4 separate regions of the Mus musculus genome follow, and all the other regions are linked to region 2. Evidence: chromatin contacts called from public ChIA-PET and HiChIP or PLAC-seq data. All regions are on one chromosome and are shown on one strand. The core of a region is the stretch at or near the end of the contact, and the rest is flanking DNA. Distances in the headings are between cores, read along the strand shown.

Region 1 (5,663 bases), core at 3,057-5,556, 730 kb after region 2:
AGCTTGTGTTTCTCAATATATGGGACCATAAGACACTTTGGATAGGGGGAAAGCCTACAGGATATAGGAAGAAGTGGGCGTGGTGGGGCATGTCTTTAATCCTAGCATTTGAGAGGCAGAGGCTGGTGGATCTCTGTGAGTGTGAGGTCAGCCTGGTTTATACAGGGAGTTCTAGGCCTGCCAGGGCGACACAGAGAGACTTTGTCTCAAACAAACAAACAAGCCAGCAAAAATATACAAAATCGTTTAGCCACAAGATGTCAAGAATACCCCTGCCCATGTGATGATGACCAAAATACTCTGGACAATGCCAAAGACACCTTGAATACAAAATTGCCAGTGACTGCCAGGTCCACAGTAGTATATGTAACCCAAGGTTTAGGCAGGAACACCATGAGTTCCAGGCCAGTCTGAATGACATAGCATTTTATAGATACGCCTGGCCTATATAGTAAGATCTTATCTCAAAATACTAAGTATAAGCAAAACAAAGTACCTCTAGTCGAGAACCACTGATTTAGAGAAATGATTTTTTAAGTGCTTCAAGATTGAATCTAGGGTCTTACGCAGCCAGGCAAGTGCACTGCCCCTGAGCTACTGCCCCAGATTCTCTCAATTTTTAAAAGATATCTATCTTATTGTACTTTTATTTATTTTGTATATATGTGCCATGGTGTGTGTGCATGTGACACAAGATGCATGGTGACATCAGCGGACGATTCAAAGCCTCCTTCTTCTACCGTGTGGGCTCAGGGAATCAAGCTTACCTTGAGGCTCGGTGACAGGCAGGGTCTCACCTTGAAGCTCTAGCTGGCCTGGAGCTCATCAGAACGCCATAGAAATCCACCAGTCTTGGCTTCCCAAGTGCTGGGCTTACAACCATGCACCACCAACCCTGACACTTACTCTATTTATTTATTTTTGTGACTTGGGGGTTTCACTAAGCTGGTTAAGTTCTTCTTCAACTCCACCTGTGGCCCAAACAGGCCTTGAAATTTAGATCCTCCCCCTGCCTCAGCTTCCTAAGCCACTGAGATTACAGGCTTGTGCCACCCGGTTACAGAAATCTTGCGTCTGCAACTCAGGGATGGAGATCTCTTATACCACGGCATCATAGTCATGCTCACGGTGACACATTTCCACAGCGGACGTGACACTGTCCTGGAATACAGGAGTGACGGCTAGGAGGACGGAAGGGACGTCAGCATTCTTGCTGATGCCGAAGGCCTGTTCATGGTTGCTTGCCGGCTTCCGAAGCTCCAAGGCTGCCCCTTCTCCCTACTAAGCCCGACTGCCTTCCAGATGTAGCGTGGGATGACTGAACTCAGGAACCTTTGGTTCAAACCTGAGAGCGCTGACTGCCTTTCAGAAGCACAAGCCTGGGGATTTCCGCCCCGATTTGGATTTCTTTTCCTTCTTTTCTCTTGAGGCAGAGAATTTACTATGCTGGTCTTGAACGTCTTTGCCACAGCGTCTAGTGTGGGGTTGACAGGGATGCACCACCATGTTCATGTTCAGCTCTGGATTCTCATTTTTTAAGAAAATGAATGGTCAGCTGGGTGGCGGTGCATACCTTTAATTCCAGTGCTAGGGAAGCAGAGGCAGGCGGATGATCTCCGTGGGTTCGAGGCCAGCCTGGTCTATAGAGTTCCAGGACAGCCAGGGCTACACAGAGAATCCCTGTCGCAAAAAAACAACAACAACAAAACGAAGCCAAAGAACGGTCTTCGGATCCTGAGGACAGTCAGTGGTGAATGAAGGGTCAGCCACTCTAAGCAGCATGGCCCCATTTCCTTGACAAGGTCAGTATGGACTTAGCACAGAGACTACTGTTTAGAGCCCAGTCTTTGCTTACCGCTCTCTCGCATCTTGGACTGGCCTATGCATTTTGTTCCTGTTCCCATTGAGACAACTTCCTTTGTCACTGAGAGGAAAAAACAAAACAAAACAAACAAAGCATTAATTAAGCGAGTGGACTCTCAGAGGCTGAACACTTCCTAGTGTTTCGGTTTAATAAGTCCACATTCCTCCGTTCTCTGGAGGATTCTCACAGATGGAGTCAACGGGACTGCAGTTCCCTTGGGGTGGTTTGTCGCCACCAGAAGTACTGCGCCACCTGGTGGGCAAAATGGGGAAAACACCTAACATAGTTCCCATAACCCAGTAAGTTGCAATGGTTGCTGACAGGGAGAAAGAAAGGGGCTCTCACCTTGCACTTCCTTCTCAGGGATGTCACAAGCTTGGTTAGCTGAAGCCTGAATCTTCACCACAGCTGCCAGCAAGGTCCACTCACGATTTGGCTCAGGCTTCCCCTGCTTGGGCAGTCTGACGTTATAGTGTGCATAGCACAGCTGAGCGATCTCATCCGCGGTCCACATAGGTGGAGCTGGAGCTGAGGCCACTATAGAAAGCCAAATCTATCAGAACAGAAAGGAGAAACAGCGTAGTAAGATAGAACCTCACTCCAACACTCCAGCCATCTCTAGTGAAGCCCCACGGTGCTCAGACTAAGGTTGTTTTTTTTTTTTTTTTTTCTTATTAACCTCCCTCCCTTCCCATCTTTAATGAAGAGTGAAGCCCAGGGGCCGGGCGTGGTGGTGCACGCCTTTAATCCCAGCACTGGGGAGGCAGAGGCAGGTGGATTTCTGAGTTCGAGGCCAGCCTGGTCTACAAAGTGAGTTCCAGGACAGCCAGGGCTACACAGAGAAACCCTGTCTCAACAAACAAAACAAAACAAAAAACAACAAAAAAAGAGTGAAGCCCAGAAGACAAGCTATTTCTTCAAGATCAACACAAATGATAAGTTAATGAATGTGGCCATTCTATGTTTTACACTGTCCTCTCAGATTTCAGCTTGCTTTGGGCATGTTAGCACCTTACAAGGTTTCTTTTGAGACAAATGTTCTTTTCCTCCGTTTCTAATCTACCTCACTCCAGCAAATTTCCAAAGTCTCTCACTGAAAGCTCTCACAGCAGCTGTGTTTAAGGGTGTGGGCATGGAGTTATACTTTCTAGGTTTCAATCTCAGTTTTAATACAGATGAACTGTGTGATTCCTGGGTAATTAGTTTTCACATCTGTTAAAACATGACTAATAGTATTTAACATTTTTTTTTCTAGACAGGGCTTTTCTGTGTAACAGTCCTGGCTGTCCTAGGACTTGCTCTGTAGACCTGGGTGCCCTGGAACGCACAGAGATCACCTGCCTCTGCCTCCTTTGTGCTAGGATTAAAGGCACGTGCCACCTAGCTAGTATTTAACATCTCTTATAAATACTTAAAAAGGCAAATGTCTATATACTGTGATTAGCATTCAGAAGATACAACATTTGGTGATCTGGGAAATTTGTATTGGTGGCAGAAGAGAAGCAATGTAACGGGCACACCAAGCCACTTCCATACAACCTAACAGAACATTATGCAGATCAGATCTGAAAGAGGCCTACAGTTGGCAGAAGAAATTCTCTCACTCTTGGCTGTTAGCGCTCACTGGATATAGCTCGACTTCAGTCGATTATATAAAAAGCTCCGTAGATGAGCTCACGCGATGGCTAGAGATGGCAGAGCATTTGTAGAATAAACAACAGAATTGTTTTTTTTGTTAGTTTGTTTTTTTTCTGAGCTCTGATGCGATGTTTTGGCAAGGTATTTCTAAGACTTCTGCAAAATGCAGGCACATTTTGCAGTAAATGGTAATGACTATTCTGGCAGGGGCTGACAGAGATTGTAACTTTCAAGTCTAACGCAGAGAAGTCTTGTATTTCTAGAAGGAATCCCAGAATCCTGTTAGTTCCTGATAGGCATCACAGAAGTTTATTTTATGAAGGTAGCCATCTGCCATTAAATTCGAGGTACACATTAGAACTACAAAACAAGGGGACGAAGCGGTCCAAACTACATCACGTCATTCACGCAGTTGTCGAACGTTTCGATATTTTGGGTCCGCTGTAATTCATCTCTACAACCCCAGGGCTCCTTCATACGAAGCAGCTCACAACAGGTATTGCTTTGGCTAAAAATAACAGTGCAAAGGTTGAAAAAACAAACAAACACTTCTTTTCCCACCCTTCCTACCGCAGGGCTGGAGAGCCTAGCAGGGCTGAGACCCCTCCCCGTGGGAGCAGTGGACACAGGTCCTCACAGTCTCCCCCCACCGCCCTCCCCTCGGCCAACTGTGTAGAGCTAACCCCGAGACGCCGATCCGGAGTCCCTCACACCCTATTATCCACGCGCCGCAACCTCCACGCGATGCCCCTCTACCGCCACGCTCGTTTAACCAGGTTGCGCAGCGGAAGTGACGCCCTAGAGGGCCGCTCCGGTCAAGCTCTGCCCGCAAAGCACGCTGGTCTTTGTAGTCTGTGGGAACGGTGCAAAGGGGAGGAAGCCGCCTCCGCAGCAAAGACCGACTTAGCTCGCATCTCATCAAAATTTTGAACAGAACTATAAGCAGATCCTCTGACAGTTTCTCACCTCAGTCATGGGCTTGGATGACCTGGCCCTCACTCATTTCTCTCATAACCCATTGTTATTCTTCAAATCGTTTCTTTTTTTTTTTTTTTTTTTTTCGAGACAGGGTTTCTCTGTGTAGCCCTGGCTGTCCTGGAACTTACTCTGTAGACCAGGCTGGCCTCGAACTCAGAAATCCACCTGCCTCTGCCTCCGGAGTGCTGGGATTAAAGGCATGAGCCACCACTGCCCGGCTCTTCAAATACAGTCTTATGGACATATATGCATGTATATATTTTAAAAGATTTATGTGCGTGTGCCTGTATCAATTGTCAATTTGTGCACATATGTGCATGCAAATGCCCAAGGCAGCTAGAAAAGGGTATTGGGAACTGGATCACGGTTGCAAGCTGCCTGACACACGGGTGCTGGGTACTGAAGCCTGGTCCTCTGTAAGAGCATCAATCCCTTGCAGCACTGAGCCATGTCTCCTGTACTGCAGTCTAAGTCTGCCTCCAGCCAAAAGGAACCTGCACTGGATCTGGTCTGGTTCTCCCTCAACTCTGCACTCAAGCCCTAAAGAAAATAAAAGGGATTTTTATGGAAGAAGTGACTTGACTTTTGTTCTCTGGTTGTTTCCAGTATTTCAGCACAATGGCTCATACTGAATAGACAGACATTAATATACATTTATTAGAGATTCTGACTGCAGGTGGGGCCGAGAAGTTGGCTTAGGAGTTAAGAGCACACCCTGCTCCCATGGGGCTGACCTTCGTTTTTCAGCCTCCGTGCTGGGCAGCTTACAGTGCCTGTAACTCTGGCTCTAAGGGACCCAACATCTCTGGCCTCAGGGCACCTGCACTCTAAATGCACACACACACACACACACACACACACACAATTGATAATAAAAATAAATCTTAAAAAGAATACAATGACAGAGCTCTAATTAGACCACTCATCAGACCAGCAGCCCGGGGGAGAAAAAGTAACACTGCATGGGTAAAGAGAGAAATGATTTATTTGGTAACGAGGAATAAAAAGAACTTCTTTAGTTCTTCTCTCTTGTGGAGGTTGGACTGCAGTGGCCAGATGGACGGCGCCACACAGGAATCGCTCCCTCAGACCAGATCTGCTGAGATGCAGACACCATAGTTGCATGTGCCTTCTAGACAGAGGGGCTGGCCTCTGTGCTCTCTGGGGTTTCAGTGGTCGCTGC
Region 2 (5,508 bases), core at 837-3,336:
GGTGGCACACTCCCAGCACTTGGGAGGCAGAGGCAGGCCGATTTCTGAGTTCGAGGCCAGCCTGGTCTATACTGAGTGAGTTCCAGGACAGCAGCCAGGGCTACACAGAGAAACCCTGTCTGGAAAAACCAAAAAAAAAAAAAAAAAAAAGAAAGAAAAAAGAAAAGAAAAGAAAAGAAAAAAGACTATTGGCTATATCTACTTTCCAATCTTCAAGCTATACATGTGACCCACGTAAGGTTCCACATTTCTGGTAGCTCTGGAAACTTTCTGGCTCTTGATTTTGTATGTCTTTTCCTCTTATGACTTTGGTTTTTTTAAGTCCTATTGTTACCCTGGCTGGTCTGGAACTCTCTACTTTGACTAGGCTATAGTCTCAAATTCAGAGAGAGATCTGCCAGCCTCTTCCTCTCAAGTTCCAGAATTAACAGGATGTGCCATAAAAAAAAAGGGCCTTACCTTTGCATAACACTAAAGCAAGACTAGCAAATGTCTATAAACCAGTGGTCACATCATGGCCTTGAACAATCCTGAAGATACAGTATTCCAAATGAGATGGCCAAATAGCAATTTTCTACTTGCCAGATTTTGGGAGTAATCTTGTTTATCTAAACCTTTGAAAACAAATATTTCTACCAATATGCTCACGTCTGCAGCATCAAATATAGAAAAGAAGTTGTCAATGTTTTTTAACTGGAGCACACCAAGTAATATAAGCTCTAGAAGAACTCACTAAGGTACTGTTAAAATTATTTCAAACTAGATGAAGTGGTTCAGCCAGATGCGGAAGGATGCCTCTCATAGGCGGCCAACCTGGGCTACAAGCAGATCCGGTCTCAAAAACAACTATCTTAAGACTTCAGAAAGACCCCACTACAGACCACAAACACCTTATATTTATTATATAGCATCAAATGCTGCCTGCAACTTTCTCAGACTTTATAGGGTTCCAAGGGACATGAAGGAACAGCCTAAAAAATGAGGTCCTTTACAAACTGACCACAGGAAGTGAAGACAAAAAAAAAAAAAAAAAAAAAAGCATAGTTTCAGCACCAGGTAAATAGTAAAGATTTACCAATTAAAAAAGAATGTGGTAGAAACAGTAAATTCGGCTTTTGACTACATTCACACCAGAAGAGAACCCAGGTTAGCTCACCAAGCGCCTACTGCTAAATAAACAGCAGATCGATCTTTAGCAGTTTAAATGTACCGATTTTTTTTTCCACGTTGAAATCCATTGCTACAAACTGGCGAGGTCGAAACGGATAGCAAACAAATCCTAAACTGGTTTTCCGGCGAGGAACCGCTCTGCATAGAGCATCACACAAAAGACAGGAGCGCAAACAGAAAACACGCTCCTTAGGCCTGCGCCTACTGAGGCCGTGAGCCGAGGTCCTGATCCCAGAACACCGCGACGACAGGGAGCGAACTAGGGGACCGGAGGAGGAAGGATCGGGGTGGGATCCGCTTGCCCGAACGCACCCGGGAGTGAGGGGCAGGAAAGAGAGAGGCGCGAGCACAGCCCTGAAGGAAAAGAGCAGAGGGAAGCTGCTGCTGCAGCCCGGCATCCGCGGCTTCCAGGCCGGCGACACCCTCCGGCCCGCACCAGGCTCGGCCCTCCTCCCCAGGCTCGTCCCACCTCCTCACCTCCCTCACGTCCTGCAGGCACTCGAGCACCGCCAGGTTGTTGCTCCAGGTGTGTTTGGGGCACACACGGGTCACGTCCTCCCGGCAGGACTCTTCCTCCGCCAGCTTCCAGCCTCCGCCAGTCCCACCGGGCCCCGCTCCGCCCCGCCGGGCCGGGAGCCCGCCCGCCGCGAAAAGCGACTGCTGCTGTTGCTGCTGCTGCTGCTGAGGCGGCGGCTGCTGCTGCTGCTGCGATAACTGAGGCTGCTGAGGCGGCTGTTGGCCGGCCGGGCTGCCGCCTCCACCTTGCCCTGGGAAGGGCCCAAAGTTGGTCCCCGGACCCTGGCCCTGACCGTGACCATTCTGGGCCCCTGCTGCCGCGAGCAGCAGCAGCGGCAACGCCGCCGACAAGCGGAACATCCCCCGTACACGTCCACACACCGCCATCTTGGGTTCGCGGCGAGCTCGACGCACCCGCCGGCGACGTGTATTTAAATGAGGGGGCGGAGCCGCGGGCGTGGGCTGGCGTGGCTCCTCCCCAGCGGGCGGTAGACTCGGGAGTCCGCGGCGGAGTGAAAAGCAGCGGAGGTTGCGCTGCGAAGGAAGGGCCCACGCCCTGGACCCGGCTGGCGGGAAAGTGGATAGCCTTCCCGGAGGAACTGTTGGAGCTGCTGAGAAAACCTGCGTAGGGGCACCGTGGTATAAATCTCTCGATTGTTGACACGGAAGAGAAAAAAGAGAAGTGAATTTGGACTGACACAACTAAGATGGCCGGTGGAATATTTCGCCAGTTCGGTGACTCACGGTGGGTGGAGGAGGAAGGGTTAAAAACTTTGTTGTGTGTAGATGAACTTCAAAACCGAATGTATTCCGGTATCTGAGAGCCTCATTTTGTGTCTGACCTGTATTTCTTACCTAGAGAAGCAGGCGACAATTCGATGAATGTTAAGCGTACATAGGTTATAATCCTTGCTCATGGGCCTTCAAGATGATCGCTCAAATGTAAAGTAAAACTGTGAACTTTTAGAATAAAAACAGGGAGAGGCTGGGGGTGTAGGGGTCAGTTGGTAGAGTGTACAAAGACATGGATTTGATACCCTTCATCTCATAACCCGGCATATGCCTGTGATCCTAGCTTTCAGGAGGTGAAAGCAGGAAGGTTGAAGCCAACCTAAGACTGTTTCGAGAAGAAGAAGAAAAAAGTAACAAAATCAAGGAAACTACCTGGCCTGTAACTTGAAGTCCCAAAAGTTATAGTCAATATTAAACACAACACGAGGGCCTTTGCTTGGACATCTTCTTTAAGAACCAGGACTTAGGGACTGGCAAGATGGCTCTGGTAAGAGCACTGACTGACAGTCCTGAGTTCAAATCCCATCAACCACATGGTGGCTCACAACTATATGCAATGAGATCTGATGCCCTCTTCTGGTGTGTCTAAAGACAACTACAGTGCACTTACATATAACAATAAATAAATCAAAACAAACAAACAAAAAACAGGACTTAGACTCCCCCTACTTCCATTTTTGAAACAAAGTCTCACTGTTGGCCCCTGGCTGACCCAAAACTCACTATGTAGATAGACCAGGCTGCTCTCCAACTCACAGAGACCTCCCTTCCCCCGCCCCGGCCCCCTGTGAACCACAGGTCCAGCCTGTGTCAGCAAATTGTATTGCTGACCTGTACGCAACATCTTCAACATTGCTTTACTACACACTAGTGACCCCTCCTTGGGTTGAGAGCGTCACACTTGGCTTCACACAAGGTGTCAACTAAGCCAGCATGACAAAGGTTAGGTTCTAATTCAATTGAGAAAAACTTTGTACAGAGGGGATATATTAATGGTTCCGTACCAAGAGATTAAATGAACCTCCCAGGATGAACTCTGCCAGTCTGCAGTCAGTTTCCAACTAGAATCCTTGAATCTTCCCACCACTCTGGGACACTTCTATCCCACTCTGACCATTCAGCATGTTGGTGGTAAATGAAGACAACTTGAGACAAAAATCTCTACTGGTCAGTATTTTCTGACCATTTAAAAACACAGGGAGCCGGGCGTGGTGGCGCACGCCTTTAATCCCAGCACTTGGGAGGCAGAGGCAGGTGAATTTCTGAGTTCGAGGCCAGCCTGGTCTACAGAGTGAGTTCCAGGACAGCCAGGGCTACACAGAGAAACCCTGTCTTAAAAAACCAAAAACAAAAAAAAAAAAACAAAAAACAACAACAACAACAAAACCACACAGGGAAACAAAAGGATGGAGAGCTGGGAAGATTGCTCTTCCAGAGGACTTGAATTTGATCCCCAGCACCCAGTGGGAGCTAAAAAACCATCAGTGACTGCAATCCCAAGGGCTCCACTGCCCTCTTCTCGTATCTCTGGACACTGCATGTACATGGTACACAAACAGTTATGCAGGCAAAATACCCATACACAAAAATAAATAATTTTCTTTCTTCTTCTTCTTCTTCTTCTTCTTCTTCTTCTTCTTCTTCTTCTTCTTCTTCTTCTTCTTCTTCTTCTTCCTCCTCCTCCTCCTCCTCCTCCTCCTTCTTCTTCTCCTTCTCCTTCTCCTCTCCTCCTTCTTCTCCTTCTCCTTTCTCTTCTCTTCTCTTCTCTCTCTCTCTCTCTCTCTCTCTCTCTCTCTCTTTGTTTTATTTTTCAAAATAGCATCTCACTGTGTAGCCCTGGCTTCCCTGGAACTCACTCTGTAGACCAGGCTGGCCTCGAAGAACTTACCAAGAACAGCGTGCCTCTGCCTCCTCCATGCTGGGATTAAAGACATGCACCACCATCAGTCCAGTCCGGCCAATAAAATGTTTTTAAAGCAAAACAAACAAAAGAGATGTGATGGAGCATGACTTTAATCCCAGCATTCAAGAAGCTGAGACAGGGAGCTGGAGAGATGGCTCAGCGGGTAAGAGCACTGACTGCTCTTTTGAAAGTCCTGAGTTCAAATCCCAGCAACCATATGGTGGCTCGCAATCATCCATAACCAGATTTGACTCCCTCTTCTGGTGTGCCTGAAGACGGAAGCTTAGGCAGATGAGTCTCTGTGAATTTGATGCCAGCCTGACAGGGCTAGATACATACTAACTAGACTGGAACCGGGAGAGTTGAATAGGGGCTTAGCCACCAGGAAAGGAAACCCATGAGAAGGTTCCAACTGCCCACTATGAACGGCCCTGGCCTGTGTCTCTAAGAATAGACGTACGTTGGCATTTCCACCAGCACTTGCCCTTGTTACTACCACAAAATTATCTTGAGACTTCTGTTAAACTTAGTCATGGACTAAAGTAGCTCAGAGTGGACTAAATATACACAGTCCATAGATAAGTCTCAAAAAACCACACCGCCACAAGCCCGTGAGGTCAGGAAGGGCCAGTGTTCAGATTATTTTAAGCCAGTCTAAGGCTCACAGTTGACAATCGGCTCTGAGACAGGAGCAGTTGCCTATCTCTCTGAGCAAATCCTACACCATGCCACAGATGGTCTTTAGTGATAGGGATGAGGATAAATCTATCTTGAAGTCTCAGTGACCAAGAAACACGATACTGAGAAATCTGGGAACCTAGCCAGCTCAGGCTGTGCTCCACAGAGCCAAACCTTATAGCCTCACACTGGTAGAGAAATGGTTGGTTTTACTCAAGTCTTCCAGCCTCATTGACTTAGCTACATTGATGTAGCTACACTACGTCAGGCCAGGCATGGTCATTCATCATTCCCGGTGATTCTAGCACTTGGGAGCTTAGGAAGAGAGGAACAAGAGAAGAAGAGAAACGCTGCAAGTTCTACCTGTCAGCACACACACACACACACACACACACACACACACACACACCACACACACACACACACTCAGAACCTAGGCATGTAGCTCA
Region 3 (5,890 bases), core at 13-2,512, 540 kb before region 2:
CTCAGAATCCAGAAGCAGCCTCTTTCTAATCCCTGTCTGTGAGAAGAGCTTGACCTTGGCCCCAGAGCACTGGCATGGTGTGTGTGCATATGTACATCTGTGTGGAAATGCACACAGGCCAGCACAAAGACCTCTACAGAATGATGTCCATCCCTGCCCCAATAAAGAAATCACAGAATCCTTAATCAAGTCTGCCTGCTCCTTCTCTGCTAGCACCTGTGCCAAGCCTGATGCTGCAGCTGCCCTGGGGCCTCACCTATCCTGGAAAGCCAGCTTCATTCTAAGCCCTGATTCCCATATGAATCCAGGGACCAATTCTTCCCAGGACCAGTACCTTCCTCCTGGCCTTACTCTCGATCCTTAGTCCTGCTTTCTGAGTCCCTGTGCAATGTGGATGTCCCCATAAGCAGGAATGGCACAGCAGAACACTGCAGAGCAGTGAGCAATGGGAGGAAATCAAAGATAAATGCCCCAATCTTTGACTTAGCTCAAAGAACCGCGTCTGTCACCTGGCTTTGGGTTCTGGTGAACCCTAGTTGCCTGCTGCGGCCCTTTAGTTGCCAGGAGCTTGTGCCTGCTTTCCCCTGGAGCCCTAACTATGTGTGCCCCATGAGAATAGGTTCACCTGGAGTCTCCTGGACGACAGCAGTACTTGCCCTCCCATGTGTACACGCGTGCATCCCCACACACTACACTCTGCAGGTTCAACACAGACCCTACTCACGAGGAAGTTGGGCCGGGACACCATCACTATTTCCACCCCCAATCCAGGTGACACCGGTACTACTTAGAAAAGGAACTGAAGGACATTTGTGCAGGAGGGTTGGACTTTATGGATGGTCTGTGGTGGACAGCTCCAATGCGGCCAGTTCCCGTTCCCCTCTGCACGATGCTCAGTGCTATTCATCAGGCCGGGATGCACTAAGGACTGCATCCTTGGCGGGTTTCATCTTGGTCGAGCCCAAGGCCTTGAAGGTGCAAACCCGGGTCCGCTCCCGCTGGAGGGTGGGGGGCTGGCCCGGCCCCGCCCCTGCGCCGCCCCGACCCGCGGCGGCGCCCGCTCCCGCCGGCCCCTCTTGCCGGACCAGTCTGGCAGCGCCAGAGCTCGGATTTCAAAGCCCTGGTTTCTGGCCGTGAATGGGTCCTCGCCCGCCCGGCCTTTCCCACAGCCCCCTCCTGTGCTCCCTCCCCGCGGCCCTCCCTCCGCCGCGCCCACGTGACGCCCGAGCTTCGGCGGCTCGGATTACCGCCGCCGCCGCTCCAGTGCCCGCGCCGAGGCTGCGCCGCGAACTGCCCGCGCCGCGCCCCCAGCCCCACCGAGCCATGGCCCGCGCTGCCGGCCCACGGCCCGCAACCCCGGAGCGCGGCGCGGCCGGCCGCTGAGAGCGCGGCCCCGAGGCAGGGAGCCCCGGCGCGGCCTCGGAGCAGCGCCCGCGGCGGTCCGGCCCCTCCCCTGCACGGCTCCCCGCGCCCCTTGCGCGCCCTGCCGCCGCGCGCCCGGCCCCAGCATGGAGACGGCGGAGAAGGAGTGTGGCGCCTTGGGCGGGCTCTTCCAGGCCATCGTCAACGACATGAAGGTACCCCGGGCAAGCTCCGGGCATACGGGTCTCCTCTGAGGGACGCGTGGCGGGCAGTGTGTGTGTGTGTGTGTGTGTGTGTGTGTGTGTGTGCGCGCGGGCAGTGTGTGTGTGTGTGTGTGCGGGCAGTGTGTGTGTGTGTGTGTGTGTGCGGGCAGTGTGTGTGTGTGTGTGTGTGTGTGTGTGTGTGTGTGTGTGTGTGTGTGTGTGTGTGTGTGTGTTTCATCTGAGCCTGTCCTCCTGCGCCCGCCTTGCGCCCAATGCCTGTCTGGGTCCGAAGGGTGGGAGTGAGTGCTCGCAGGTTGGGATGTCCGAGAGGTCGCCCCGTAGGATCCCGATCCAAAGCTGAGCGTCCGCAAACACTCGGTACCCCAGACCCCCAAACTATGAATTGGGTTTATCTTTAGGACCGACCTTTAAGGCCCTTTAACGGATCCAAGGTCTCTCGGGCCTCCGCCCCCTTTCACCACAGTGCCCCCCCACACACACACACACACATACCCCCGACGCCCCGAAGCCCAGACAATGCTGTCACCGCCAAAGCAGGAAAAAAATAATAAAGCAAAGAACTGTTAACTCTTGCCCCGCCAGCCTCGGGCCTCTGCATGGATGCAGCCCCACCTACACACACACACACACACACACACACACACACACACACACACCAACAGATCCAGCAAGCTCCATTACTCCAATCCTCGGGTGGGGTCCTCCCTGCAGCCCAAGGGTAGGACTGAATCCACCTTGGGGAGGAGGTAGGCTGTGTGTTGGCTAAGCAACCTGGGGAGCGCTTTCAGCAACCCCCCCTTCCTGATCACTCAAGGTCAGACTGAGCAGGCACCCTGTTCAGATGGGGAAACTGAGGCCTGCGAATGGCTCAAGGTCATAAGGAGACCATTGGATCCTGCTTCGGGACCTCAGCCATTATTATCCATCTGGTAATTTACTGAATTCTCCCTGACCCCCAGAGGCCAGTGTTTGACGAGGCTGATCCGAATTGACTAGGCAGGGAAAGCTTCAGTGGCAAGGTGGGCATCGAGTGCCAGTGTTCCTGTCCTGCACTGTACCCCTTGGTCTAGGAACACGATGGAAAACGGAAGAAACTAGGCCCTGTGCTGAGCCTCCTCACATCCTTACCCTAGGCTCGCACTTAGCAAGAACAAATCAGAATCCTGCTAGACCCTGGGGGCTGTGGAACCCACGTACAGGTACACCCTACCCAAGGGCTCCAGAAAAATGCTTTAGGAAAGTGATGCCTTGCAGAGAGGCAAGAAGTTGGGGCTCCCCTCCTAGTACTGCCAAGAAACACCCCCAGTAAGGGAAGGCATCTGTCAGATACTTGCCCCCTAAAAAGAGGCCTGAAACCACACTGGCCTGGGACTTACAAGTTAGCAGCACGTCAGCGCCTTCCCATAGTTCTATACTTTTCCCTGGGGTTCCTCCCTCGCCACAACACACACACACACACACACACACACACACACCCCTGGCAACTCCACCTGAGGGCCTCATCACTAGCCCTCAGCATCTTGGTACCAGCTCCTCTGGCAACTCCACCTGAGGGCCTCATCACTAGCCCTCAGCATTTTGGTACCAGCTCCTCTCTGAAACTGTGTAACCCAGACCACCTCCCCTAGCTGACACTCCTGGGCTGGCAGAGGGTGGGAGCCACCCACACTGCCTCCCACTGCAAACACTGCAGCAAGCAGCCACTTCTGCCCAGACGAGACAGCAGGATAGTATCCTCCATTCCTGCCAGTTGCAAGGAACTCAGTTGAGACACGGGTCCAGTCTCAGCAAAGAACTTAGTGGCAGGCAAGATTTCTAGATACGTGGGGCCAAGATGGAAGAGACTTTACCAAGCACCATCAGATCATGTATACTATGCCCCTATCAATGACATGCATGGATTAGGGACCCTGAAGGGGCCGGCCACCTGCACTGATTGGCTGGACTTAAAAAGCTGCTTCTGGCTGTCTTGCTCAGTGGCCACCATCAAGAAGTTCAAGGAGACTCAGATTGCCTGGGGCTGATTCCTAGTGAGTTGCCCAGGACTCTCTCTGGAGCCACTAGAAGGCCCCAACCCTGCACTGAGGGATGGTGTGGGAGGAAGGGTCCCCACTCAGATCTTCAACTACACAGACAGAGGAGGGTGGGTGCAAACCCAGGGGCTTGAAAGGGCCCTGGAGAGCTGGTTAGCTTGCCCTGTCTCCTCTCTCTCAGGCCAACTGAACCCAGAGACTTGATCTTGCCTGGGGCCCTAGGCCTAGTCAGCAGAGGAAATGGGGTCCCCATCCCATGCTACCCTGAAAGTGGGTTCATCCTAATCCAGACTAAGAAGTGTCACACAGACACAGGCTCTGGCCACAGGGAAAGGCTCCTGACAGAGAGCTGGGGCTTTTGCCCTCTTAAGCAGTTCCCACAGCAAGTGACCCCCTGAAGTCTACACACAGGCCCTGATTCTACAGCTGAGGAAATCTGGGGCTGGGGGTGCCCCCAAAAGTCTTTTCTGAGACTAGAGCCTGGGTTGCCCCCAGACACACCACAGCCACACCAGTCTCATCCTGGTGAGCACCTTCCCTCTGCTCCAGAGCGGTGGCCATGCTTGTGACAGACCTGGAGTCTCCCCCTTTCTCTCAGTCCCTGTCACCTTCCCACATAGAAGTGAATGTAGTTGTTCCTCGCCCCGCTTCTCTGAAAACAGGGCACCTACATCCTGATATGTCAGCTATAGGATCAGACCTTGACCCCAATCCCTAGGGCCTCAGACAAATCAGTCAACCTCCCTGAGCCTCCAGTTCTCCCATCAAGAAAATGGGGCAATAGCGAGCTGCATTCCAGGAGTCACTCAGGAGGTGGTGAGTGATGCATGAGGCAGTGCTTGGCCCAGAACACCTGGCCAGCAGGTGCAGTTCCTGTGACTGTGATGACATCGGGGCTTAGAGCCTGGGCCAGGTGAAGCGAACACTCTCCCTGGGGCACCTGTCAGTCAGGCATAGGGGGATGGGGAAAAGAAGCCAGGCTCTTAAAGACTGGGGTGTGCAGATCTATCTACAGAGGGTAAAGTGGACTTGGCCTACCACTGGGGGAGTCCTTACTCTCTCAGACAACCAAGGGCTTGCTGAGGGGGCCAAGCTTTCCTGGGGTCCAGGAGAACTAACTTTGGACACCCTGCTCCCAGCAGTTTCTCACACTCTGGAGTGAGGTCTTAGCGGGCTTCCCTGCCAAGTAGCATTTAAGAGGTGTGAGGGTGCCCCATCTTGAAAAACCCCTAGAGGCCAGTGCCTGGGTTAGCTCCTCAGGACTGCCAGGGACAACCTCACAACCTGGTGGGCTTTTTTTATTCAGAGCTGTGTGGGTGGGGGAGAGCCCACCCACAGCCTCCTCTTCTTGTTCCAGCCTTGCTACGGCTTCTCAAATATTTGCTTTCCCTGACACTGACTTGACTGGGCAGGAAGAGGGCGTTTTTGAGGGTCGGTGAAGCAGCCCGCCCCCTTGCTGTCCCTGGAGAAGCTGGCTAGACCTACCCTGGGGTTCCAGCCAAGCACAGCCCTCCCAGAATCCCAGAAGCTGAGGCTCTTCTGTCCCCTTTACCTTGGTACTGAGAAGCCTCCGTCCCAGTCAGCTCATGTGGGACAGGGACTAGGGCCTTTGCTAGCCCTGGGCTACCCTTCAAAGAGCAAGGTCTCCCTCAGGGTTCCCCCCCAGGCTAGGGCTGACCTTTCTCCAGGGCCAGTGCATGAGCCAGAAAAGCCCCTTAATCAGACTGGACAACTCAGTCACCAGGAGCCCAACCTCCCTATTGGGAAACCCCCTCCTAATAGAGAGCCTCTGGCCAGGCTAGGATAAAGGCCACACTGTTCCCCTGGAGGGGAGAGGAGGGACTGGAAAAAGGTGGCTCTGTTGGCCACACAAGGCCCCATTCAGCCTGGGGCCTAGTTGTCCCAGGCAAGCTGACCAGCCTGTGTAGCAGCCATGGCCTCCCTGGGTCTGTGAGCCACCAGTGCTGGCCAGAGATGACTGGCCTAACGGAAGCAGCTTCCGGGCCCCATTAGACCTTGTGTGGCATTGATTCTGCCAACCTCCACTTTCCACCACATGTGATAGGGATTGAGTGCCCAGAGCCTTATGAGAAAGCCCCCAAGGAAACTATCTGCCATCCATTTTCTCCTCCATCTCCCCCAAGGGAGCATGGGTGCCACCTGGGAACCAACTACTGACAGGTAAGAAAGACTTCATGCCATCCTTTGTCCTGGGCCCTCTCTTGCCCAATAGGGCTCAGGCTACCTCCTCTCTATGGGGACAGGACCATC
Region 4 (6,148 bases), core at 928-3,427, 680 kb after region 2:
CCAAAAAAACAAAAGAAACAAACAAACAAACAAACAACTGAGATTTCAGGTATAAACCTCCAGGCTGGTTTATGTGTTTCTAGGGATTGAACCCAAGGCTTCAGGCATGCTGTCCTCTACTGGCTAAGCTAAATCTCCAGCTAGTGATTTCTTTCCCGTCTCTCTCTTTCTTACATTGGGGATTAAATCCAGGCCTGGGTGTGCTCCATCTCTGAACTACACTCCCAGGTTAACCTGATCGTTTAAAAAAAATGTCTGAATGAGTTGGGCGTGTCGGCAAAGTTCTTTAGTTCCGGGAGCTCAGGAGGCAGAGGCAGGCAGATCTCTGAGTTCTAGGTTATCTTGCCCTGCAGAGTGATTTCCTGGACAGCCAGGACTAAATTGAGAAGCCCTATCTTGAAAAAAAAAAAAATGCTTGAATGCATTACAGATCTTCTTAAAAGCTCTTGTTACCTGATGGTAAAAGTCACAGTTGTGCAACTCAAAACACCGGTTTGTTCCAGATCTTTCTGACCCTTATCTCGTCCCACTCCTTCTCATTTCTTTAGCCACTTGGGGTCCCCTGTGTTCCTGGCAGTTGACAATTTCTGTAGTAGCCCTCCACCCCAGCAGTGCTTCATGTTCTTGTCATCCACTGTTTTACTTTTCTAAATGTCACCTGTCATCACCTGACATTTAGTTTCTGTTCCCAAGGCACAAAAGCTCTGCTACAGCAGGGGTGTTGTTTGTTTTGCTCCATGGATTTCTCCCAGTCTCCAGAACAGCACTGTGTTATGTCTGCAACATAACACTCAATGCATTTTTTGTTTTGCAGAAGACAAACACCTAGTTGCTCAGACACAGTCTTTTTTTTTTTTTTTTTTCCAGACAGGGTTTCTCTGTGTAGCCCTGGCTGTCTGGGAACTCACTCTGTAGACTAGGCTGGCCTTGAACTCAGAAATCCACCTGCCTGCCAAGTACTGGGATTAAAGGCATGGGCCACCACACCCAGCTAACACAAAGTTTTAAAAGTTCTTTAAATTAAATTTTTTTTTCCTTAAGATTTTCATTATCTTCCCTGCATCTGGGTGTGTATGTGTATGGAGGCTTGCCACAGTGAATGCCTTGAGGCCAGAAGATAACCTTTGTAAACAGGTTGTCCTCCATCACTTGGGTCCTCAGGATTGAACTCCGTCTGGCAGGCTTGGCACCAAGCGTTTTTACCTGCTGGGAACTGAGTCTCTCCCCTCCCCCCAGTGGAAAATAACAAATACTTTCAGAATGAAGTTATAGCCACAGCATCTATCAGGAATTTCAACTGTAGGGAATGATTGATGACAAGGTTCAAACACTGGCTCTACAGATGCGGCAGATCATATAAGCACGTGGTCAGGTGGCCGATTAACTGCATATTCATGTTCTGTGTTCACCAGTGCATAAACAGATGGTGACCCAGAGCCGACTTCCTGGATGACTATGCTACGACTTGGACAGGGGTGGAACCTCGAGGCTTGTGCCTAGGGCAGGTGACACCCACAGCTCAGGGTTAGTGCCGAGCCACTCCCACTGCCAGCTCCTTCTCCTAGGGTGTCTTATGACCAGCTCTCCCAGGAATCCTCCCCGCCTGACACTGGCACTTCGCCTCTGACAGTTTCCGATAAAGAATCTCTGTGATCAGGGATATTCCGTTGACTAAATGAGTATGTGTGGTACTTGTTCATAAGTGTTCATGAATGTTTAAAATATGTATTCGTGAGTGGGAAGTGAGATTTGTTTAAATCAAATTTTAGGTGCAACAACTCCTATACTAGACCTCTAGGTGGTCACCAGTACTCGTTGCACACAGCGCTTGGAACAGGTTATCCCTCCATGCCGAGCTCCCGCCTTCTCACCCAGCCAAAAATTAATATTCATTTCTCCTTAAGCCCCAGACTTCCCCTTCCAGAGCCCTTTACAAGCGTTCCAAGCTATGAGCCATGACCTGCCTGTCATGCACAATCCTGAAACTCCATTCCAGTCACTAATTCCTAAAGTCTCCACTGTCACTCACAGACTTCCCAGCCACCTACGTCAGTCTCCATTCCCAGGAGCGCTCCTAGGTCTCCGCTTAGGCTCCGCCCTCTCACGTAATCGTAGCCTACTGAAGCTCTTACCAGGCCCGCCGGAAGCCCCGCCCCGGGAGGTTGCTAGGCTCCGGCAGCCGGAAGTCCCGCCTGTGGAGTAGTCGTCGCTGCCGCCGCCGCCTCCGTTGTTGTTGTGGTCGCTTCGCCGAAGTCCGCGGCTCGAAGAGCCGGCTCCGTCGCTTCCCGTCGCCATGAAGTGGATGTTTAAGGAGGACCACTCTCTGGGTAAGCGCGGTCGGCCTGCGGGGCCCCAGATCGCGGCCCCTCCCCCACTCCCGCCGCCCTGCCGGGCCCGCTGGGTCGCCAAGGCCCCGGCATCCTGGCGCCTCCCACGGACCCGTGTCGCCCTACGTGGATCTCGCTGGGAGTTCCTGAGGGGATCTGTGGCGAGGGACTCCGGGGCTAGGACTCGGGGCGTACGCACGCAGGCAGGTTGCGGGCGGAGAAGGGCGGACAGGAAGAAGGGGTTCCGGCAGCGGCGGCCCTGCTGTCCGGCAAGTGCGAATGTCAGCCTGGTTTTCTTCTTCCCCAGAACACAGATGCGTGGAATCCGCGAAGATCAGAGCGAAGTACCCCGACCGAGTTCCGGTGAGTGTGGACTCCCCGCCCCCTCACCCCGCTGTCACCCTTAGCGTCTAGGAGAGGTGTCGGGCGGGCGCGCTAGGCCGTGCAACAGTTGAGAACTTAAGGTCTCAAGGTGTAGCCCAGAGACCGAGGACAGCCTGGGGTTCCGCCGGCCCAAGCTTGGGGCTTAAGGGGCTGGTGCTGTCCAGGGGCACCAGTGCTGAATCTCCCGATCTAGGGCAGCAAGCTGCTTGCAGCCTCTCGGCTCCCTCACCAATTATGTAAGGAACCGTGTTCTAGGACAGGGCAACAGGTCACTGCCACTTTGGGGAATGATGGTGGAGGGAGACTGGCATTTGGGGTTGGATACGGTAGCATCCTTTCAAGGTAGTCATCTTTAACGCTGGACCTTTAACTTCGAGTTTCTCTTTACCCTGATTCTGCCATCCTTGTTTGACTAACAAATCTGAAATGCTCTCGTTTTGCCTCTAATCAATAAGTATGTTGCTTTATTTCTGCTTTCTGCCCTAGTTGGGGCGATCGTTTCTGATATCACTATTGATTTTTGAAGGACATAAAGTCTTACTATTGTAGTGCTTTGCTTGTAAACAGTCCCTTTGAGAAGCAGGAGGATAAATGTTAACTGTTCAGAGAGAAGCAACAGGCCAAATGAAAATGTCGGCTCTTGGGTGGCTGTAGTTGTATAGCTTTGCCCTTAGTTCATCCATTTCTTTCCAGTGTTGTTGGGGATTGGAATGCTCTAACAGGGTCTATCTATGGATCAAAAGATGACAGATGAAACCCTAGCCAGATCAATCTTTTCATCGGCCTAGATAAAATGTTAGAGAGCTACCCTTGCAGTGGGGTGGCACGTGCCTTCAGTCCCAACATTCAGGGGTCAGAGGCAGCTGATCTCAGAGTTTGGGGACAGCCTGGTCTACAGTTCCAGGACATCTGGGACTAACAGAGAGACCCTGTCTCTGGAAGAAGATAGAAAGCTTTGTAGCTGTGCTTCTCTTACAAACGCTGAGATCAGAAATGAGGAATATCAGTCAGCTCTGGGCCTCCAGAGCGGGGCTTCTTGAGCTGTGGGCATATTGATTTACTCATCTGTGCCGTTTCCCACACACTGCCTTGTCCACACTCTGCTCATCAGACTGGAGCAATCAAGCCCTGTGGGTAAGTGCTGGAGCTCGCTCTCCCTCGCCGTCCCTCTCACAGTGCTGGGAACCAGGTAGCAGCCTTTGTGGATTCCAGGCAAAAGTTGCTCTGTGGAGGACTGGCCTGAGCTTCTGACCCGTCTTTCCCAGGTGATCGTGGAAAAAGTCTCGGGCTCTCAGATTGTTGACATAGACAAGAGGAAGTACTTGGTCCCCTCGGACATCACTGTGGCTCAGTTCATGTGGATCATCAGGAAAAGGATCCAGCTTCCCTCCGAGAAGGCCATCTTCCTGTTTGTGGACAAGACAGTCCCACAGTCCAGGTAAGAAGTGTTTGCTAGCTGGGCCTGTGGCTTGGAAATCCATTCGCCGCTTATAAAACTCAAACCATAGGAGGTGTTCTTAGTACAACTTCTTCCTTTCCTTTTCCTTCCTTCCTTCCTTCTTTCCTTCCCTCCCTCCCTCCCTCCCTTCCTCTCTTTCCCTATCCCTCCCTCTTTCTCTCTTTTGGTTTTTCAAGATAGTTTATTTCCTCCTTTTTTTAATTAGATATTTTCTTTATTTACATTTCAAATGTTATCCGGAAAGTTCCTTATACCTCCCCCCATGCCCTGCTCCCCTACCCACCCACTCACACTTCTTGGCCCTGGCGTTCCCCTGTACTGAGGCATATAAAGTTTGCAAGACCAAGGGGCCTCTCTTTCCAATGATGGCCAACTAAGCCATCTTCTGCTACATATGCAGCTAGAGACACAAGCTCTGGGGGTACTGGTTAGTTCATTTTGTTGTTCCACCTATAGGGTTGCAGACCCCCTTCAGCTCCTTGGGTACTTTCTCTGGCTCCTCCATTGGGGCCCCTATGTTCCATCCTATAGATGACTGTGAGCAGCATCCACTTCTGTATTTGCTAGGCACTGGCATAGCCTCACTGAAGCTATATCAGGGTCCTTTCCGCAAAATCTTTCTGGCATATGCAATAGTGTCTGGGTTTGGTAACTGATTATGGGATGGATCACTGGGTGGGGTAGTCTCTGGATAGTCCATCCTTTTGTCTTAGCTCCAAACTTTGTCTCTAACTCCTTCCATGGGTGTTTTGTTACCTATCCCAAGGATGAATGAAGTATTCACACGTTGGTCTTGCCTCTTGATTTTTCTTGTTTTGCAAATTGTATCTTGGGTATTCTAAGTTTCTGGGCTAATATCCACTTATCAGTGAGTGCATATCAAGTGACTTTTGTGGGTTGTTTCTTTTATGTAGCCTTGGTTGTCCTTGAACTTTTAAACCAGGCTGACCTTGAACTCATCCTGCTGCCTCCCTGGAATTGAAGGCATGAGCTACCACACCCAACTTTTTTTTCCGAGACAGGGTTTCTCTGTGTAGCCCCAGCTGTCCTGGAACTCTGTAGACCAGGCTGGCCTTGAACTCAGAAATCCACCTGCCTCTGCATACCAACTGCTGGGATTAAAGGCGTGCTCCACCACACCCAGCTACTTTCACTTTTAAAAAATTTTTATTCCACACCCAACTCTTAATTTGCATATCAATAGCTTTAGGGGATGGCTAAGGGCATTTATGTTTGAATTAATTTTAAGAGTATCTGGTGTTATTTGATGTATATGGGTGTGTGCTTGTATCTGTGTAAAGTTCAGAGGACAACATCTGGAGTTGATTCTCTTCCACATTAGCACTCAGGTTGTAAGGCTTCCTGACTAGAGCTTTTACTTTAAGCCTTCTAGCATACATCTGGAGACAGGGTCTCTCACTGAACCTTGAGCTTACTGATCTAAACATAGGTCCACTTGCTCACAGAGTAAGTCATCTCCCCAGACCCAGATCTGGACTTTAACATGCACCCAGAAGTTGACTAAGATACCCTGTGTTGACCTGGCCTCCACACACACATGTGCAAACCCCATGCCCTCAACAAATTACTCCTCAAATCCTTCACAACTTTTTTGGCCATAAGCCATAGGTAGAACTGAGGCCTGCGATGAGGGTCTCATCTATTTTTTTTTTTTTTACAGATTTATTTATTTTATCTGTATGAGTACACTGTAGGTGTCTTCAGATACACCATAAGAGGGCATTAGATCTCATTACAGATGGTTGTGAGCCACCATGTGATTGCTGGGAATTGAACTCAGGACTTCTGGAAGAGCAATCTGTGTTCTTAACCCCTGAGCCATCTCTCCAGCCCTGGGTCTCATTGATTCATTTAAACTGTTTCCTTTTCTCTCTACCAGGGACCAGAATTTAGGCAGGGGCCATGTAGCTCACAGCCTGTTTTTAACTCCCCTGGGGAAGGAAAATCGACTAGCTTG

The links. ChIA-PET counts read pairs in DNA pulled down with a chosen protein or histone mark. HiChIP or PLAC-seq counts read pairs in DNA pulled down with a chosen protein or histone mark.
Region 1: an RNA polymerase II ChIA-PET map of memory CD8 T cells shows a contact between it and region 2, with 12 read pairs. The contact joins the promoter of Adat1 here to the promoter of Glg1 in region 2. A contact is called at or near these places in 1 of 484 Hi-C or Micro-C datasets (CD4 T cells) and 1 of 115 datasets of contacts at active chromatin or transcription factors (memory CD8 T cells).
Region 3: a contact with region 2 is called in an H3K4me3 HiChIP or PLAC-seq map of fetal liver, with 3 times the contacts expected there. The contact joins the promoter of Mtss2 here to the promoter of Glg1 in region 2. A contact is called at or near these places in 5 of 115 datasets of contacts at active chromatin or transcription factors (astrocytes, differentiating embryonic stem cells, embryonic forebrain and 2 more).
Region 4: an RNA polymerase II ChIA-PET map of memory CD8 T cells shows a contact between it and region 2, with 9 read pairs. The contact joins the promoter of Gabarapl2 here to the promoter of Glg1 in region 2. A contact is called at or near these places in 2 of 484 Hi-C or Micro-C datasets (CD4 T cells and CD8 T cells) and 2 of 115 datasets of contacts at active chromatin or transcription factors (double positive thymocytes and memory CD8 T cells).

What each region holds. Positions count from the first base shown.
Region 1 is chr8:111,987,996-111,993,658 of GRCm38.p6, forward strand. Adat1 (adenosine deaminase, tRNA-specific 1) reads right to left here and starts at 4,307. Exons shown (of 10, transcript NM_013925.5): 1 at 4,186-4,307; 2 at 2,210-2,417; 3 at 1,856-1,924. The coding sequence starts at 2,378. It overlaps Kars (lysyl-tRNA synthetase), which reads right to left. Exons shown (of 14, transcript NM_053092.3): 14 at 5,444-5,663. The coding sequence ends at 5,613.
Region 2 is chr8:111,257,124-111,262,631 of GRCm38.p6, forward strand. It overlaps Glg1 (golgi apparatus protein 1), which reads right to left and starts at 2,087. Exons shown (of 26, transcript NM_009149.3): 1 at 1,648-2,087. The coding sequence starts at 2,073.
Region 3 is chr8:110,720,214-110,726,103 of GRCm38.p6, forward strand. Mtss2 (MTSS I-BAR domain containing 2) reads left to right here and starts at 1,263. Exons shown (of 14, transcript NM_198625.2): 1 at 1,263-1,577. The coding sequence starts at 1,509. Vac14 (Vac14 homolog (S. cerevisiae)) reads left to right here. Exons shown (of 19, transcript NM_146216.3): 19 at 1-185.
Region 4 is chr8:111,938,526-111,944,673 of GRCm38.p6, forward strand. It overlaps Gabarapl2 (gamma-aminobutyric acid (GABA) A receptor-associated protein-like 2), which reads left to right and starts at 2,178. Exons shown (of 4, transcript NM_026693.5): 1 at 2,178-2,327; 2 at 2,635-2,690; 3 at 3,977-4,149. The coding sequence starts at 2,294.